2 separate regions of the Mustela erminea genome follow, and region 2 is linked to region 1. Evidence: chromatin contacts called from public Hi-C data. All regions are on one chromosome and are shown on one strand. The core of a region is the stretch at or near the end of the contact, and the rest is flanking DNA. Distances in the headings are between cores, read along the strand shown. Region 1 holds the start of C20H16orf54 (transmembrane protein C16orf54 homolog). Region 2 holds the start of C20H16orf92.

Evidence for each region. A called contact is a pair of places that touch in the nucleus more often than the background predicts.
Region 2: a contact with region 1 is called in a Hi-C map of spleen, with 3 times the contacts expected there. The contact joins the promoter of C20H16orf92 here to the promoter of C20H16orf54 in region 1. A contact is called at or near these places in 2 of 3 Hi-C or Micro-C datasets (fibroblasts and spleen).

The regions. Positions count from the first base shown.
Region 1 is chr20:1,104,623-1,107,181 of mMusErm1.Pri, reverse strand. It overlaps C20H16orf54 (transmembrane protein C16orf54 homolog), which reads left to right and starts at 1,289. Exons shown (of 2, transcript XM_032327879.1): 1 at 1,289-1,820; 2 at 2,262-2,559. The coding sequence starts at 2,262. The region is part of intron 2 of LOC116580962 (a long non-coding RNA gene); the gene reads left to right.
Region 2 is chr20:1,323,852-1,326,410 of mMusErm1.Pri, reverse strand. It overlaps C20H16orf92, which reads right to left and starts at 1,290. Exons shown (of 4, transcript XM_032328391.1): 1 at 290-1,290. The coding sequence starts at 398.

The DNA.
Region 1 (2,559 bases), core at 40-2,539:
CTGAGCAAGGAGCCCAATGTGGGACTCGATCCCAGGCCCCTGGGATCACGAACTGAGCTGAAGGCAGACGCTTAACCAACTGCGCCACCCAGGTGCCCCCAGCATATGGTTTTCAAGGTTCACCCATGTTGTAGCAGGTGTCAGACTGTCCTTCCTTTTTAGGGCTGAATAATAGTCCGCTGTGTCCATGCATAGGTGGGTATGCATACGGCCTTCTGTTTATCCTCCGTTGATGGACATTTTAGTTTTTCCCACCTGTTGGCTGCTGGGAATAACACGGCTAATCAACAGTGGTGTGCAAATACCTGTTTGACTCTGTGCTTTCAGTTCTTCTGGATATACATAGAAATATCATTGCTGGATCACCGGGTAATTCTATTTTTAATTTTTGAAGGAACTAGTTAAAAAATGTTAAGCATTTTTTTTTAAGTGATAGAATTAAAACATACAGCGGCATCTGGATGACTCAGTCAGTTAAGCATCTGACTCTTGATCTCAACTCAGGTCATGATCAGGGTCATGAGATCAAACCCCAAGTCAGCCTGCATGAGGAGCATGGAGCCTGCTTGGGATTCTGTCTGTCTTTCTCTGCACCCGCCCCGCCCCACCCCCGCCTGCCCCTCCTGTGCGCAAGCCTGCAGGACGCAGCAAGGGGAGCCCGGCTGCCCTTGTGACCATCTGGTAAGACGCTTACGTTTCAGTGGACATTCATATTACATATTGTTTAGCCTTTCTTATTCGATGGCTGTTATTTTGCAAAAGAAAATATGAACCCTGAGTAAGAGTTGCGTTGTGTTTGGTTGCTTGCTGGACTAGGAATTTAGAGCTGTGCTTCTCCGGTCCCCAACACCTACATGGGCTGTGCGACCTTGGGCACGACACGGCCCTTCTGTGGGGCCTGCTCGTCATCTGTCTGCCATCGAGTCAAACTAGACCATCTCTGAAAGGACCCAAGTGGCTGAGGACTCTCCCTCACGCCCGCCCCCAGGCTCCTCTGACCCCTGACCCCAGGAGAAAGGACCAGGGTGGCAAATGTCCAGAGCCTTGGAGATAGGCCTCAGCCCGACCGTGCATTCTTCCCAGAGGCCTTACTCCGCTCCTACCCACGCCTCACTTCACAGATGTCTTCCGGCCAAAACGGAGACCACAAGGCCAGAAGACAAGGAGATGTCTGTTCATGAGAAGGATGGGGAAGGCTGGAGGGGGTGTGGGCTGGGCGGCGGGAGCAGGTTTGGCGGGGTCCTATGGGCAGGCAGGGGACAGGGCACCCCCGTACGGGGGGAAGCCAGGAGCCTCGGGGCTCTGCAAACCGACCTCCTTCTCTGTCTCTGGGTGAACGTTCTGGGGCCTGGGGCCTGACTATGGGGTGAGCCGGAGTTCAGTACAACCAACCACTGCCCCGGTTCGGGCCCCACCTCTCTCCAGGAAGCGCCTCTCCACCACACTGACCACATCCCCCCAGGTCGCCTAGGAAACCCCACTGGGCCTGGAGGAGTTGGGGCACCGTCGCCCGGCAACAGGTGGTGCCCTCCCTTCCGCCCTCATGTGGGGCCGCTGCCCGGCACCCTCCTGCACAGGGAGGAGAGCTCCGAACAGAGAGCCGGGAGCCCTGGGGCTGCGCCGGCGTGAGGCCCCTGTAGGTGTGGGGCCCGGCGGGCAGAGGCAAGCAAGGGAGACGGAGTCGGTGGGGACAGCCACAGGTGCGGTGGGGACGCCCGACGCCTAGCACGACAGCAAGCGAAGCGGAGCCTGGAGAGAGCAAGACCTGCTTCGCGGGGAGAGTCGTGAGGCCCGGGAACGTCCAGGCCAGCCCACGGCGGGTGGGTGCTCACACAGGGCGGGAGCCGGCGGGGGGCGGGGGACTCTCGTTTCCTCACCCACGACTTCCTCTGAGGCTCCAGCAAGACCTAGGGCGCAGGGGTGGGGGGGGTGCTAGGGCCCTTAGAGTTTTGTCTGAGGCACCCCGGGGTCGTAGAGGGAACCAGGGCTTCTGGAAGCGAGCTGGGTGGGGAGCCTGAGCAGGAGTGTTGGGCTCCCGGCCACAGAGGTGCCCTGGCTCTCCAGGCTTCTGTCTCTCTCTTGCCCTTTTGGGTCCCCTTGGTTCCTCTATCCGCCTGGGTCTGCTTTCCAGGCCAGATACCGAGCCCCTTGGGCCTCTGCCTCTGTCCTCACTGTGGTCCGGACACTCGCTGCCTCTCGCGCCCTCTAGGCCGCGCCCACCCGGTCTCGATGCCTTACTCTCCCCACCCTTGTCTCTCCAGATGCCTTCCACTCCAGAGCAGCCCTTTGGGCACACGGGGGGCCTCCCTGTGCCCGAGATGGGCTCGTGGCCCCCGCTGCCGTGCGGACCCTGCATCCCCACCATGCTGGCGCTGGCCTCCCTGGCCGCGCTCTTCCTCCTGAGCACAGCCGTGTTGGCAGAACGCCTGTTCCGCCGCTCCCAGCACGCAGACCCCAGCCACCACGCGCCCACCCTGGTCTGGCGCCCCGGAGGAGAACTGTGGATCGAGCCCAGGGGCACCCCCCGAGAGCGTTCGGAGGACTGGTACGGCTCTGCGG
Region 2 (2,559 bases), core at 41-2,540, 220 kb before region 1:
CAAAGTCTATGTCAAGAGCCAAGCAGACCCCTGCCCTCCATCCCAAGAAGCTGTAGCTGACCCAGGACCCTGCCAGGCCACACAGCGTTAGCGTGGCTGGGGAGGGGCCTGATTCTGTTCCGGGAGCTTCTCAGGGATCAGCTGAGCTCTCCATGCGAAGGGTGAGGAGGGTAGGAGAGACATGTGGAGGGCGAGGAAGGCCCTTCCTCAGCCTCCCAGCTCCTAAGGCAGATCGACCCTTCACCCCAAGACTCCCCCCCTCCCCACCGCTCCCAGGGCAGCTTCCCACCTGTTTCCACGGCCGCCAGCCCAGCCAGCCACGCCCATGCCCACGCCCACTGCCGCAGCCTCATGACCCTTCCGCTCCTGGGACAGGGTTGGGGGCTCTGTGACGTCATAGCCTGGGGTCATTCTGAGCATGAGCTCTGCGGTGAGGGGCGAGAGAAAGCACTGGGAGCTGGGACCCTTCCCCCAAGTCCCCGCATCAGAAGACACTTTAGGACCCCCCTTGCCCAGGGCCTTCACCGTTGGGGCGATGCCAGTGATAAAACAGTAACGGGACAGTCCCAACATTTAGAACTAGGAGGGACCCGGGACAAGCTTGCTGGAAGCTGGGACTAAGGAGAGGTGCCTTATGTAGCAGGCACCGTCTTTCCTGGGGGGAGGGGCAGGGATAAACACTTCCAGTGACCCCCCAGCCCCATCCACTGTGACATGGACTCCGTTACCCATCGCAGCTAGCCTGTCCTCCATATACTGAAAAGGGAACCAAGGCACAGAGGAGCAAAGTCATGTGGGCGACGCACACTTCCCAGGGCCGGGCATTTTCCTCTCTGAGGCAACCCTCTGCCTGTGCCCCCAGATTCAAGGGCATGGGGGTGTCCCTTAGCGCTCCGCGGAGGATGACCCTGGGGTTGGGAGCCAGGAGAAATAACAGGCGTGTCCCACTAGGTGGCAGCAGTGCTCCCGGTCGCCGGTTTCCCTCCCCGCCGCGAGGGCCCCGCTCCAGCTCCTCCAAGCCCTCCTCCCGCCTCTTCCCGCAGGTGCCGCAGGAGAAGGTGCTGCTGCGGGAACGGCTGGCTCGGGGGTGGTCGGAGGGAAGGCCCGCCCATCTCGAGGCAGGCCCTTTGGTCACCCACAGCGCCCTGGCAGGCTCCCCTCTCTGGGTGGGGTCCCCCAAGGACCATCCCGTTTCCCATTTCCGATCCCCGCTGTTGTCTGTCACTTCCCCACAGCCACCGTCCATCCTGCGGGCCCTCTCAGCCTCAGAGTTAGCTCTCGTCTGATTGGCAGACGGGCCTGTCCGTCACCGATGTGTCCCGCCCCCCCAAGCCCAAGGACACTTCAGGGTCTTCTTGGTTTGACTACACAGATGCCTGTTGGACAGTCTCTGCCAGTGCGGGTCCTGTGACTTCCCCCAAGCCAGGCACGTGTCCGTGGCGTGTTGGGGGGGGGGGTGTCTTCCGTCCTGTGATGGAGGCGCCCTCCTCCCATGGATCCCCACTCCTCTTTTTTGCCCTGGGGCTTCCCTCTGTGTCCTCACAGTAGCCCGCAGTCAGGTGGGTCCTGGCTCTGCTCAGCTTCTATTTCCCAAACGATGAAGCTCAGGGAGGAGAAAATGGGAGGAGAGGAGGCACAGGCTAACGTCTGACGTCTAGGGATGTCCTGAGGGCCTCTCTCCCCTACCCTGCTCTCTCTTCTAAGAAAGAGAAAGGGACTTACCCAAAGTCCTGGCCCCCGTTTAGCCAGGAGAAGGGCTCCAGAGCCTTAAGTCACGGGAGTAGATCCTGGAGTCTCCTCACCCGCCCCGAAAGAGTGCAGCTGCTCTCCAGCAGAAAAGGCCTTTTTGACACTGACAGTGAAGTAAATATTGAGTTCCTGCTCTGTGCCGGGCTCCATTTGTGGCCTAGATAGGAATCACCAGGGCTTGGTCTCTGCCCTCAGGGATCACAGGGGAAAGAACTCTTGGGTGCACATCATTCGGGTAGAGACAGATGACCCCTCAGGGGCTGTCTACACTTGATGTCTCCGCTTCTGTTCTTCAACCCCTTCCGACCTGGCTCTGTCCTTACCACTCCACTGAAGCCACTTTTGCCAAGTCTAACAATGACCTCCTAACTTGCCAAAACTGATGGTTAGTGTTTTTCATTCCATCCGTCCCGTCTCGCAGCAGAACCATGCCCTTGCCTCTCGGTGTGAGAGCCGTGGGCACCCATTTTCAGGGTTCTACCTTCTCCAGCCAGCTCAGCCTTGGACCTTCCCTTTTGTCTATATTCTCTCCCCCTAGGTGATCTCATTCAGTCTCATGGCTTTAAATACCATCTATATGCTGGTGACTCACAAATGTATATTTCCAGCCTAGTCCTCCCCTCTGAGCTCCAGACTCCTCCACCCAACTTCCTGCTTCGTGTCTCTCTATGTCCCAAACCATCTCCAACTCAAGAGATCACACATGGGCCTCTCGGTTCTCCTATTCCAAACTGGGCTCCTGCTTTCCATTGCCGCAAACGGGTCTCCCCGTTCCTTGAGCCAGGAGTCACCTTAACCGCCCCCCTCCCC